2 separate regions of the Mus musculus genome follow, and region 1 is linked to region 2. A link is a contact called in public promoter capture Hi-C data. All regions are on one chromosome and are shown on one strand. Each heading gives the region's core, a stretch centred on a gene start, on an enhancer-like site or on the middle of the called end of the contact. The rest is flanking DNA. Distances are from core to core; before and after follow the strand shown.

Region 1 (7,123 bases), core at 1,717-4,216, 160 kb after region 2:
AAATTTCTCCATGGCTGAGAAGTGTCTTAGTAGTCAGCTGCTGATGGGTCCCCTCAGAAACACTGCCTCTCAGTGACCAGTTAACACATAGTGGAAAGCTTAATCTAAAATGGCTACACTGCGCCACTCATGGATCCCTGCCCCCCGACTCAATTTTGCCCCATTGTCCTCCACCCGCAGTCTAAAATTCTGGTCAGTATTTGCTTGGAAAATACAGGCAAGCTTTAGCTAATGTTCTCTTAAATGGAAAACAACCCTGCCCAGATGACTACATTCGAAAGGCTCCAACAATAATGTATTCTTGGTGCGTGCTAGGTGATCAACTGGATGCTGAGCTGATTTTAAATAGTGTTCAGAAGTGGATGAAGTTTTCAGGCATTTGAACTTCCAGCATACCCTCTGGTGGCTTGGTCCCAGAAGGTATTCAGAGTCCCAGAATCTAAGGAGGGAGTGGGAACCGGAGACCAAGCCCACTGCTATGCAGATGACCACAGTAGCCTTAGAAGGCTCCTGAATTGAATTCATGGATCAGAAACCCAGTCATACACTTGTAAGGTCCCTTACAGAGGAACCTTGCAGCCTGTTCATCATGTACCATAAAGAGCAAGGCCAACAGGATACAGTCACAAGGATACCTTATTATATCCATGGGACCCATGAAAAGAGTGTTCTGAATGTCAGGATACAGAAAGCAGCCTCGGGGGAATATACACTGGGGAATCCTTCTGAGATCTGACTTATACAGAGTAGAAATCTCTGCTTTGGGACAGCTCTGGGCAGAAGGGATGACCAACTCCATCCATCTCCCGCCCTCCCTCCTGCCTTCTCCCCTCCCACAACTGACCTGCTTGCTAGATGGAGCATAGAACACACTCATTTTATGCTTAAAGCAGATGTGCTCTTAAGCAAGAAGTGCTGTTTCAGAGTGCCCGGCCAGCAGTAGGTAGCCATCTTGGAGAGGCGGTGGCAGAGTGGTGGGTGCTTTTGCTGTTGGGCAGCTAGGTGGTCAGCGTGGGGAAGATGGCTGGGTGCTGTTGGAGGATGAAGTTATCTCTGGGATGGCACCTCTTTCAGTGGTGATCTGATGCTGCCATGCTCCCAAGTACACCCTGTTCCCTAGGGCTCCCACTGGAAGCTGAGCCTTCCCCTGTAAGATAAGTATATCGGGGACTTACTCAAAAGTCTCTGATCCCAAGGAGTCTAGCTAAGCCTTTGATGGCACAGCCCAATTTAATCCTTTTATAAATCCCACAGCTCAGCTCACCTGCCAGAGCCTGGGAAACCCTGGGTTGGAACTCAAGACTGCATGCATGTAAAACAGACATGGTGGCTCATGCCTCTAATCCCAGCACTCCAGAGGTGGGCAGGTGTCTATGAAGTCAATCTGGTCTACATAGTGAGTTCTAGGCTAGCCAGGTCTGAATAGTGATAACCTGTGTCTCAAATAACAAAGGAGGTGGAGAGAGACTATTGCTAAGCAAAGGCATGGATCCCAGGAAGGTGGTATACCTTACAGGGTTAGTGTTTGGTAATAAGCTCTGGATTTGAAGCCAGGGGCTGGCAAGGACTGTGAAGATTAGAACCTCCCTTTAGAGCTCAGACATCCGTGTACTTTAGTTCCCTCTAGAAAGCAAGAAAACGTAGTTCTGCCCCACAGGTTAACTCCCAGGACCCCGTTCCAGCTCAACACCCCGGTTCTGTAAATATTAGCTGCTGTCCCCTGCTTCTCCGCAGGGATTCCCATGCTCGGTGGCCCAGGCAGCTTGCTTAGGAGAAAGAATAGCTACACTTTGGAGTCAGATACTGTGGAGACTCTCCCGTTGTAATCTCAGTTACTCACCCTCTCAGAGCTGCCATTTCTGTGCTGTGGGACAGGCTTGCTAGTCTCCGTTTAACTGAGAAGAGTCACAGTGAGCATTTGCATTCCCACTGTTTGCCTGGTGTTTGAAAGGTTCCCCTCGATAGCGCCCCGGGATCTTGGTATGGATGCTGGGCAGGCTAGAGTCTCCACTGCCTTTTGGGAATAGCCCATGAAATTTCGAGAAGCCAACACTGAACACTGCTCCACAGTCCCAGGCTAGAAACCCCCCTCCTAGTGGCCTGCCCTTGCGTTTAAAGGAGGCCCTGGCAGAATCAGGTGCTACAGAGCAGATCTCCAAGGAGAGCCACCATCAGGAAAATGCTATAGCTTGTCTTCCTCCACCTTTTATCTTTAACCCTTCTTTTGAACAATTGCAGAAATGTTTTCAAAAGAAGGAAAGCATACAGGTAGTGACCAATTCTGAGAAGACTGGTACCGCAAAGCAGTTAGATTAGAAAGCAGCTGGGGCAGAGAGTCTACAGTCCAGGGGGTCGCCCTACCCGACCATCTCTGCCCCCACCTGAAGCTGTTTCTGGGAGCAAGGTTCTCTCTATCTCCTCCCAAGGCCTGGCCAAGCAAGCCAAAGATGGAAGGTTTCAGTCCCGCAGGTATCCTGGTCTGGTTCTGGGAGCAGGGCGTTTATGGTCCTGGGGAGGCTGGACTCCTCATCTTGGGGAGGCCGGCAGCTAAGGCCAGCTTCAGTTTGTTGAACTTTGGACCACCGGATCTTGTTCCCATCCTGTCTCAACCCGACAGGCTCCGGTAGGGGAAAGCCTTCTTTTAGAACCACAGGACACCTAGTGAGGGTCCGGTTTGGGGAGTCGCTGGGCTGGGGGAGGGACGCGAGAGAAAGGAGACAACTTACTTGTAGCGCAGAGAGCTTCTCCGAACCCTTGGGGCTAACTTCTGGAGATCCTTCCAAGGCGGTGCAGGTGGCTCTCAGGGCTCTCCAGGGGATTCCCTAGCCTCAGGCATTGCCTACGGACGGGCAGACGCCCCGAGCCACTCTGGTGTCGCAGGTCCAGCTAGCAGAGGCGTCTAAACCTCCCGCCCCTTCACCGGTCTGCCTCGCCCTTCTATCTAGAGAGAACAGCGGGAGGCTCTCTGCTGTCCCTCTCCTCTCCGCCCTCCTCTCTTCTCCCTCCCCATCTCCTCCCGTCCCCCCGCCCCCCCTCCCGGGTTCTCCTCCCTCTGTCCCCCTACAATTGAATCTCTGGATAGAACGCGATTTAAAGGGCCACAGGCAAAGGAGAACCACAAAGAAAGGCAGCAATGGGAGAAATGCTTGCACAATGGGGTATATGGTGGAGATGGGTGGGGGCTGTTGGTATCGGGGGTCACAGTCACTTGGAAGGAGTCCGGTGCCGGACGCAGGGCCAGAGAGAGCGGGCAGCCTCCTCCCTACTCTCCTGCCCACTACTCCCCCTTCGCCACCTCCCTCCAAGACCTCCTTGTTGATGCTCCTGTGCTTCTGGCCACGCTTAAGCGAGGGTCAGAGACCTGCGCCACCAGATGTGTGTGAGAGCTTCCCGTGAATATGTGGGAAAGCTCACGTGTACATGTGTGTGTGTGATCGCCCGCGTGTGTAAGCGCCCCCGCACGTGTGTGAGCGCCCGCGTGCCTGTGTTTAGAGGGTGCGGAGGAGCAGACAGAAGAAACTCTTAGGGCAGAAAATTCAGGCTCAGAGCCTTGCAAGGGGAGGGGGGAACACCTGCTCAGTCATTCTGGGCACTTTGAGGGGGCTGTTGTCCGAACTTCCCTGCCTATCAAGAAGCCAGATGCAGCAGGTGGGGGACATTCCCCTGGAAGTCCGGAGTCACAGTCTAGGGGGGGACCTTAAGCTGTTACTGGGTCTGGCTCTTGAGACTGGGACCTGATTATAACTGAAGGGGAAAGTCTAGAGAAGGGAGAAGGGAAGTGGGTCTTTTGTTGGAGCATTCTGCTTAGGGTAGTCTATAGGTGAGTGGGAATGGCTATTCATTGAAATGGATATGGCCTTCCCTTGAAAGGCAAGTGAGACCTGAACCATCTTCAGGTAAGGGGGCTGGCCTTTCCTCCCACTCTCTACTTTCTTCTCTGTTCCCAAAAGTTCTTCTTGTAAAATATTAAAACTATAATGTCATTTCTGTTGCAACGTCCTATGTACATGTGTTGAAGGAAAAAGCTTTTCAATGATGGCATTAAAAGGCCCCCGGCCCCCGAACCCCCGTGTTTCCTCAAGGTTCCACCCACCTTCCAGTCCGTTGTACATTATTCTGTTTCTACTTCTCTGCATAGATCTCTTGAATGTATTTCATTTTCTGTGTGACAGCCTCCATGTACAGACCACATTGGCTGCTGCTCTGGGGGTCTGAATATCCTTCCTTCTGGGAATCCACTGTTAGTCTCTACCCCAGCCTAGGTCTTTCTCATTGCAGGCACAAACCCCACTCTCCCTCTTTTGTGGACTGTTCTTGGCTTTGAGCATAGAGGACTCTATTCTTCAATGAACCGTAGGAAAGACAGGAATGTCACTCACTGCACAGGGAGGGCTGCTGTCTGGGAGAGCCAGCACGTGGCTGTCTGCTGGTGCCTTCACTAGTCCCAACCTTAACATCTCTCTGTCTGTTACACAGTTTTTGGGGTTCAGCACCCAAAGGAGAGGGTTTATTCGGCTTCTGCCTCCACATTCACAGTCCATCACTGAAGGAAGTCAGGACAGGAGCTCAACATGACCAGAACCTGGACTCAGAAGCTGATGCAGAGGACATGAAAGGTGGTGCTTACCGGCTTGCTCATCATGGCTTGCTCAGTCTGACTTAATATAGAATCCAGGGGTGGGACTACCCACAGTGGGTTGGGCCCTCTGCCATCAGTCACTAACTAAGAAGATGCCCTACGGCCAGAGCTTAGGGAGTCATTCTCAAAGTTGAGGTCTCCTCCTTTCTGAAGACATTAATTAGCTTGTGTAAAGTTGCCATGAAACTAGCCAGCACAGCCATTAGGTGTTGGTTTAACGCTCAGTAGGGGGTCTTTAATTCTTTGGTTTCCTGGTTGTCAGGAGTAGCTGGGCTGTGTTGCTCTGAGAGCCAGCTATGCCCAACATGAAGCTTTTTGCTGAGTCTTGGCTTCGTGTTCCACCGTGTAGCAGCAGTGGCCTTTGGATTGCTACAGAGAGCATGGTGCTCTGTCTGCCTCGTGGTGGAACAAAGTAGAGCAGGAAGGTTCTGCTTCGACAGCATTCTCTCAAGGGTTGGGACCTTGAACCAGAGGCAGAACAATCGACGTCCAGTTTTTAGCCTAGGCCTGGATAATGAGAGGTAGTGGGTGGGATTTTTAGTCTCCACTGTTGTTCAGAAATGTAGGGTGGTCTGGGAGTTTCCAGCCCAAGTCTGCGAGAGAGCACAAATGGCATCTAAGGATAAATGACAAGACTGCTGGATGGCTTAGAACTACTTAGAACTACTTAGAGAGCCTGAAAGGTGCTAAGTGTGTCTTTCATTGTCTGGAAATTAATGAGGGCTACAGAAGGTAGCCGGCTGCTGTGGGTTATCACTGTTAATTAGCATGCAGACACACCTCCTCTGTCCTCTCTCATTTGCTTCTCTTTCTTTCTTTCATGAGCAGGGACTGAATTCCTAGTTAAAAAGTTTCTCTTTAGAATATGACACTTACAGGAAATTATTTTTTCACCTATTTATAGAAATTCCATTTGCATTTATGAGGCTAGTAATGTCTCATAAATATTTCCTGCCAGATAAAATATTAATTAAAAGAATTTGTTGAGTTATACTCTCAAGTCCTAACTAAATCTCTTTTAAGACAAATATTTTAAGTACTGTTTTCTTATGCTAGGAGGATCTCTCATCCATTCCCGTGTTTGTTAATAAGCCCTCCAGGAACAGTAGATATCAATCAATGAGGTTTTCCACGATATCTAATTAATAGTCAGCTGGCAACAATGCAACTTAAAAAAAATACTAAAAAATAGGCGTTGCTGATACAACTGCAGCTACTTACAGTAGTATCTCGTTTACCCTCAAGAATTAGCAACCTGAATTTTTTTCTGTTCTTATGGTTTCTTTATACTAAAATTGCACGCGCGCGCGTGTGCACACACACACAGTGTTCCAATCAGTGAACACTGGCCATGCACACAGCAGTCCCTCCTCACTCACTGTTAGACTTTCTCTAGTTTCAGTTCCCAGGAGGCAGCAGCCGTGGTTGGAATAAGCCAAGTGGGACATTTCAGAAATACTCAATTTATAAGTTTTAAATTGCATGTGATTCTGAGTAGCATAATAAAATGTCACACATCTTGTCCTGCCCTATCAAGGCACAGTGTGTCCACACTGTGTGAGAGACGGACTCACCTGGCATGTACTTGGCAACCAATGCTAATGTCAACCTGTCCCTACCTTATTTAATGATAGCTCCGAGGCAACACTGTAGCAATATAGGCTGCACAGACCCCACAGCCGTAGATTGATTCCTTTCAAGGAAACCGTAAAAGTTCCCAACTTTAGAAGAAAGAACTCTCATTAGCCCAAGGTTGCTACAGTTTCAAGAGTAAAAACAAAACTTCTGTCTGTGGAATTTCAAAGAAGAGGAGAGAAGTCTGCGCTAGCTTTCTTGTGGCATAAAGTGTACTGGTCACGGTGAGGAGACATCCCGTTGTGGTGGATCGGGACACTGTGTACTTGGCTTGGATGGAGAGGCCATGCATTTGTGCGTTTATGTGTAGGGAAAGTGGTAAGTGTTCAGTTATTCACTGGGGGCTGGGTGGGGCAGTGGTTAAGGGCAATCGTTGAGGCATTTCACACTCACCTGCAATGCGTGAGACACTTTGGTAGGTTCCTAAGAGAGGGTAAGAAGCATAATGGGAGCCTTGGATCAAAAACACCGCCTATAAAATTGGGAAGGTCAGCAGGTATCCAGGGAAAGTCAAATTCGCAACGTGGGTTTGAATTCCTCTTGGAGAGTTGGGTGATGGTGTGTAACTGCTAAGAATGCTAATGAAGTCCAGAGAGAGCAATCCAGCAACCAGCTGGGGCTGACTTCTGACTGCTGGCCTATGAAGAGTCTGGAACGGGGATTTTCACAGAAGAGAGTGCACGTGTGAACCAGATATGGCCAGGTGAGCTCCCTGGCGTCCAGGACTAGAAGTGTGTGGTGGCGGGAGGGAGGTGCTACAGGGATTTGGAGAGAGGACTGAAGGTAGAAGATTGTAATGATCTGACTGCCTACTATGCTCTACTCTGTTAGACGCTTCCTGTCAGTAAT
Region 2 (7,259 bases), core at 3,556-6,055:
AAAGAAGTTATGAAGATTTTCGGGTACTCGACAAACATCTTCATCTCTGCATTTATGACCGCCGATTCTCCCAGCTCACAGAGCTTCCCCGCTCTGACGTCCTGAAGGACAGTCCTGAGGTAACCATTTAGAACCCTGCAGAAGTAGTAACACATATGAGTTAGCTGAAGCTTTTGTCAGGGTGGAATACAAGAGCACATAGGATCTTTCCTGAGATTGCTTATTTCAGGAGAGATTCTTTCTAGGGTGCAGAAGTAAACAAGTGTCAGTGGCTGTTCATAAGGCTTGGAGCCTCGTGATGATGGCAATGTGCACAGCCAATATTATGTGGTATTATGTATGCACTAGCAGATCATCCTTCCAGGGAATCCGAAAATGTGAAAGCCAAAGAGACAAAAAGTGTGCACTGCAAGTGTGCTCTGCTGTCACTGCGCTCCTGGGCTGTCTTTGATGTGGGCTGGGTCTGAGCATAGCCATAAAGGCTGATTGTGGGCTGAGTAGAAGTCTTACACAGCAACACTGAGTAAACAGAGCACTTGTGGGCAGAGGGGGCCTCTGAAAGTAAGACTGTTTACTTCGGAGGGAGCATCAGCCCATGAAACAAGAGCATAGTTTTATAAAATAAAATAATCAGATCTTGGAAATAAAATACCATGTACATTAATAATAGCAGACCTGAATAACTGGATGATTACATAAAGAGAGAGCTACAGAGAGTTAGTGAGCTGGGATATCACGTCATAAGCATATAGCCCCTGAAAGGAGTTATAGGAGAAGATGGAATGAAAGGGAATAATTTAAAATGAATATAATAAACTTCTTTGAGCTAAAGAAAGCAATGTTTTCAGTTTCAAGGAGTTTGTTAAACTTTACCATACAAAGGTTCGTGTTTTAGTCACTATTCCGTTTCTGTAACAGGATCCCCTAAAGGAAGCAGCCTAAGAGAGAAAGGGTTTACTTAGGCTTCCCCTTTCATAGATACAGCTTGTCATGCCAAGGAGACATGGCAGCATGGCAGGAGCAAGGGGCTGGCTGGTCACACTGCATTCAGAGGGTGAGCAGGAGGTAGATCTGGGTTATAAAGCCTCACAGCCAGCTCACAGTAGTAAGACTCCACCCCCTGAAGGTTCCACAAGCTTTCCAGATAGCACCACCATCTGGGAATCAAGTTTTAAAACGCATTAGAATATGGCAGACAGTTCACATTTAAGCCAACAACATTCTGCCCTTGGCCCCGTAGTTTCATAATCATCTCTCTATGAAAAATTTATTTGGTCTAAATTGAGAAGTCCCCCATCATATCCTTTCACAGGACCAACATTTTTCAAATGCCCAGTTTATTTTCTGAGACTCATAGCATTCTCTTAATGAGATGCCCTGTAAATTGTAAAATCAAAACTCAAATTGTCATCATTCTAACATACAATGCCACAGAGTAACATATCTATCTCACAGGGGAGGAATGGGACCGAACAAAGAAAGACTTGACTAGAGCAAGAACTAAACTCCAGCAGAGAAAATCTCAAATCCTGTAGCTCAGTATCTAGGTAATGGGATCACCGTAGTTACAGAGGAGTTAGGCAGCCCCACTCTTCCAGCTTTGCTGCCTGCAGCAGGCATATCTCTTCTCCTAAGCTAGCTCTCTACATCGTGAATGCAGGTTTCTTAAGTGGAGAGCCCATGGTTCTGAATTGTCAGCATATATTGTATAGGATAGAACATATACATAGCCTTTGTTTTCCTTTCTCCTTCCTCATACCCTCCAAAACATACCCCTCCTGGTCCTCTTTTGGGAACTCACTAAGTCCACTCAGTGCTGCCTGTGTGCACGTGAGTGTGGCCATCCACTGGAGCATTGGAAGCCTACCATTGACCACACCCTCCCAGCAGAATGACCCCCCACCCTCACCACTAAGTCTAACAAATGCAGTTGTTCTCAGTAAAGACTGGGGCCTGGACATTGTCTACACTACCTGTGCTGGAGTTTTGGGTAGTTTGATTTTGCCCGAGTCTTGTACAAGTAACCACACCTAGTGTGGTGAGTGCAGTGACCATTTCCTATCTGGAGGCCAGTATTTCATTGCACTCCTCTCTGTCCTCTAGCATTGACACTCTGTCTGGTTCCTCTTCCAAGCTTTGCTCTGGGCCTTCGAGGGCATGGGGTAGGGGTACTTGATAAAGATGTGTCCCTTAGTGCTGAACAGTCTGATGCAGCTTCTTAACACTTAGACCACTGTCTGCATTGACTACTGCCCACTGCCCCCCAAGCCCCCCAAGTTCTGTAATCAATGTCAAAAGCTCTGCCCTCACTCATGGTATTCACATAAATATTTAGAAGGCAATTTGACAGATGTCCTGACTATTTGGCAAAATAGCCACAACACATTCTATCTCAGGGCCAGAGACTTTCTAAGCCATGTGTGGACTTTTGACACAGGATTGCTCTACCACACACAAAATTCTCTCCTGTGGAGAGCACATCAAATCTAATCAAAAAGTGCCTAGTTATTCCATAATATCTGTTTCACTATTGAACTAATGGGCACCACTTACATGGAATGTTGGTATTGTTTCATGTAAAGACCAGCTCTGAATAAGACCAGTAATATCTTTTCTCCATTAATCTCACACACCACCCCAGGCCTGTGTAGCACTTTCCAGCACTTATGAAAGTTAGCCAATAAGGAAGAGAGTTCCTGGTTGGTTTCAAATTGGTTTATACATGTCAGCCCCCACTGTTCAGCAGCTTCCATGGGCTGACTCTGTGGAAGCTCTTCCTAGGTAGTTGCCTTCCACGGTTAGAAACTCCATTGGCTTTTGGAGCTTAGGCTCAGTTTTTCTTTTTTTCTCCCTCCCTCCCTCCCTCCCTCCGTCTTTCTTTCTTTCTTTCTTTCTTTCTTTCTTTCTTTCTTTCTTTCTTTCTTTCTTTCTTTCTTTCTTTCTTTCTTTCTTTCCCTCTTTCTTTCTTTCTTTCTTTCTTTCTTTCTTTCTTTCTTTCTTTCCACAACAGGGTTTCTCTATGTAGCCCTGGCTGTCCTGGAACTCACTTTGTAGACCAGGCTGGCCTCGAACTCAGAAATCTACCTGCCTCTGCCTCCCGAGGTCTGGGATTAAAGGCGTGCATGTGCCTCCGCCACCTGACAGGCTCAATTTGTCTAAAGAATGGCATTTTCACAGTTAGTACCTTTGGTGAGTGGGATCTTGCCCTCAGGGTAGTTTGCTACTGTATATCCGGAGCAGGAAGTTTCTCTTTAAAGGGTGCTAATTCCTTATCAGTTATAGACCTTCATCATTCATACTCCCATGGCTCAAGCTTTAAGCTTGCTCACACAGCCTGCCTTGGGAAACCACCTCTTGTAATGTCTTTGTTCTCTACTTGTTACTGCCTGACACTGTAGATCTGAATGAGATCCGTGAGCAAGAATCACAATGTAGCCTTACAGTTGGCTTGCCGTCATATTTCCTCGGCCCATGGAAGAGACTGTTGCTTTTGAAGTCAGCCCTGGGCTTTTGAGAGGCAGAACACAGCTGGACTCTATGCAGGAATATCATCCAAATGGCTTCGAGGCCAGTTCTCACAGGCTCGCTGAAACCTTGGGCTGGGCTTTCAGTTTACAAACAACAGCACCACACACACACACTCACACACACACACACACACTCACACACACGGAGAAAGGAACTATTGTGGCTTACATTTACAGAGAGATTTTGTTCATCGTGGCGGGAAGTGTAAGGCATCAGAAAGGAAAGCAGGGAGCCAGCAACAGCAGCTTGTTCCTCCACATTGCCTTTGAACTCAGGAAGAGGAGGGTGGGCAGGCATAAAGACTTGGTTCTGTGTCATGGTTCCTGCTCAGATTGTCATGTCACACTGTGGCGTAGGATCACAGGAATTAGTCCACTCCTGTGCAGCTATATGCATGGAGATTACAGCCAAAGGCAGTAAAGGGAAGCAAGGGAAAATTTGGCAGAAAAGCCACAGATGTGTCTTTTAATAAACACATTTTGTATTTTCAGTACAAAGGTACAAAACGAAAGTCCTGAAATTAGAAGCTGTAGAATACGGCCTCATACGATGAGGTATTAAAAGCTAAAATCCCCACATTAGGCAGTAGCTGAATTCCTCTGTGAAAAGTGCCATCATTTCAGAGGTAATCTTCCATACCCTCAGTGATGAGGTCTCTAGAGCTATTATTATTATTATTATTATTATTATTATTATTATTTGGTGTTGGCGATGGGGGGTCTCACTTTACAGTTCTGGTTAAACTGGGATCCTCCTGCCCTTGCCTCCTGACTGTTGGGATTAAAGGTGTTTGCCACTATCTCTACCTGATGTAATTATTAAGTGCCTAAGGATCTCTAGGTTTCTTTTTTTCCCTCTTAGAAAAAAACCAATCTATATGAGACTTTGTAAAGCAAAGAGTTGCTCTTCCCTCTGGTTATGGTGAGTCTCTCTTTTTCAGTCGGTTACTCAGATGCTTACAGCTTACCTGTCACGCCTTTCAACTATCGCTGGCAACAAGATCAACTGTGGGCCTGCCCTTACCTGGATGGAGGTATCTGTCTGATCAGCTCTGATGAAATCTTATTCTAAAATTATTTGCTTAAGGCATTTATTAGTAATTTGATTATAGATGAGTTTCACAAATAAAGAAACAAAGAATGTACTCATAATCCAGGAGGATTGGTAACTGATATTTTTAATTTTAACCTGAATGCGTATGGGTGTTTTACCTCCATGAATGTCTGTGTGCTCTTTATGTGCCTGCTGCCCCAAATGGCCACAAGAGGGCTTCAGATGCCCTGGACCTGAAGTTATACATGGTATGAGCCACCCTGTGGCTCTGGGAATCAGTTCTTCTAAGAGCAGCCACTGCTCTTAAATGCTGAGTCATCTCTCCAGAGTGACTGGATTTTTGGATAGAAAATCTTTCTCTTTATTTTTCAAAAAAATAATTTTATCATCTCTATAAATCTGGAGATTGTTAGACATTGTTATACCTATTGTTATACATATACAGCGTAAGCTACTTGTTTTTTCATTTGCTTAATAATTGAAAATATTTTTTAGTAATTTATGAGCCAATAAACCACCCTTTTAAAGGTACCAATTTGAGAATGCCTCAGGATATTTATTGTTAATTTGTGTATGTTAACTTGTGTATGTTAATTTGGGGATGTAAAGAATTATATATATTCTTTTCTCCCAGTAAAAGTTGAGACACTGCCAAGAGGGTAAGAGGAGCCAGGTCTACTTGCACTAAGACCATGACTTTGCCATTATTGCTTGAGTGATCTTAGTAAAGTAATTTAATTTCTCTAAAATTACATAACTTTCTCCAGGTTGTCTTCTTTACCTTTAGGTAAAGGTAATGATAGCACATTTTGGGATTATGAGAGTTAAATTAAGTCGTATACATTATATGCACAGCATACTTACTGCCCTATATTAGCTACCTAATAAGTGATAGGGTTTTAAAGGGTTTTGCTACATTTTGGGGGTGGGGCATGTTAGAGCCCATGTGGATGTTAGAAGACAACTTTTAGCAGTTGCTTCTCTCCTTTAACTAGGTGGGTCCAAAGGGATCCGGCTTACCTCATCAGGCTTGTTGCATTTGTTTACCTGCTGAGCTGTCTTGCTGTTCCCAAAAATGACAGTTTATTTTAAAAGACTTTTGGGGCTTACCACCTGTCTAAATTGAGTTTTTATTTGTGGATAGACAGATCCGTGTCTTTGGACACTCCATGGTGCTTGATTTTTATTGTAGATCGACAATAAGGGAAACCATCTTCTAGTTCACGAGGAGTCGTCCATCAACACTCCTGCTGTCGGTGCTGCCCATGTTATCAAGCGCTACACCGCTCGGGCCCCTGATGAACTGACATTAGAGGTAAGCAGTTAGGCAGGCCTCACTGTTCTCTGGCCCTGCTACCTGTATAACCTGTCTCTAGCTGTTTTAAGAATTTATGTATTTAAAAAATAAATACAAGAGAGAGTAATGGAGGATGATTATGATCAGAGGGCACGGTATACATGCATGAAAATACAATGAAACCCAACAGTTTGTGCAGCCAGCACATGCTAATAAAAACTGAAAGACGAAGTAGAATGTTTAGATCAAAGTGTTTATCATGGGGATGGATGCAGAGTTTGAGCCTGCTGAGGGCTGAGGCATGTCTCTGATTTTCATGTTTATTCTCTGCATTTGTGAATGTTCTCGGTACAGTAAGTAACCAGTAAATGTGTGTTGACTGAGCAAATAAAAGAACAACAGTGCAACAGTTTTACGACGTCAAATGAGGACTGTTCTCAAACCAATTAGTGAAATGAGTGTAAGCATAAAACGACAGATGTCTGTACATGGACTGTAGTAGTAATAGTAATAGTAGCTGTAGCAGTAGCAATAGTAGTGCCCCCTCAGACACAGTCCCATCATTACAGCCATTGGCATTTTCCTTTCTTTCTTTTGATTCTTACTATGGAATTTTTTTGTACTGAAAAGTTACAATTTGTCATTAAATAAATCTCTGTTAAGACATTAATTTTAATGTCAGGCATTGTGGCTCATGCTTTTGGTCCCAGCAGTTGGGAGACAGACAGGCAGGTCTCTGAGTTTGAGGCCAGCATATCTATGTAGTGAATTCCAGGACATTTAGGACTACTTAGTCATACCTTCTACACTGATAGATAGATAGATAGATAGATAGATAGATAGATAGATAGAAAGAAATTCATGTTGAAATGCTTCATTATAAAGTATCAAATTATTAAACATTTAAAAACAGAGGAAAATAAAAAACCATAGTTTCATCATTTCAGTACTTAATAATTTCTTTTTAAGTTTAATTCTTTTTAAATATTTTTATTTATTTTAAAGACTCTGAGAATTTCACACATGTCTACAGAGATACTAATCCTATCCATTTCTTCCCTTTGCCTCCTCTGCAGTCCTCCCCAACACTCCTCCTCAGTGATGCCATGTTCTCTTTCGTAGAACCCGGTTAGGTCCAATTACTGCTGGCCATATGTGCATTTTCTTTGAGTAAAGAATATAGGTTCTGTTAGATATATAATAGAAAAGTCTGTGTTTATGATTTGTTCGTTTGTACAAACCTACACAATTGCCTTTTACAATGAAGAGCCTACTCTTTTAGTGGAGTGTAAGTGTCATCTGCTGATGCAGGGTCATCAGGCTTTAAGTCACTATGCGCTCATCTCCAGCTTCTTCCACTGTGATGGAATCAGGTATATTA

What was found. Promoter capture Hi-C pulls out the DNA fragments that hold promoters and counts their contacts.
Region 1: a contact with region 2 is called in a promoter capture Hi-C map of stem cell-derived epiblast-like cells, with 2.1 times the contacts expected there. The contact joins the promoter of Kcnj5 here to the enhancer-like site in region 2. A contact is called at or near these places in 4 of 39 promoter capture datasets (the HPC-7 cell line, hippocampal neurons, liver and 1 more), 9 of 484 Hi-C or Micro-C datasets (the HL-1 cell line, cortical neurons, embryonic stem cells and 2 more) and 2 of 9 other capture datasets (adipose tissue and pancreatic islet).

Annotation. Positions count from the first base shown.
Region 1 is chr9:32,341,378-32,348,500 of GRCm38.p6, forward strand. Kcnj5 (potassium inwardly-rectifying channel, subfamily J, member 5) reads right to left here and starts at 2,967. Exons shown (of 4, transcript NM_010605.5): 1 at 2,727-2,967; 2 at 845-1,147. Gm39317 (a long non-coding RNA gene) reads left to right here and starts at 6,096. Exons shown (of 5, transcript XR_870611.2): 1 at 6,096-6,977.
Region 2 is chr9:32,181,861-32,189,119 of GRCm38.p6, forward strand. Arhgap32 (Rho GTPase activating protein 32) reads left to right here. Exons shown (of 23, transcript NM_001370958.1): 7 at 1-119; 8 at 4,469-4,561; 9 at 5,774-5,896. Among named protein-coding and RNA genes, the nearest start is that of Arhgap32, 150 kb to the left of the region's middle. Within about 2 kb of position 4,806, at least 17 of the 459 cell types and tissues checked have an H3K27ac peak or open chromatin away from gene starts, as enhancers often do. A contact at or near this core is called in embryonic stem cells and stem cell-derived epiblast-like cells, where this site is marked.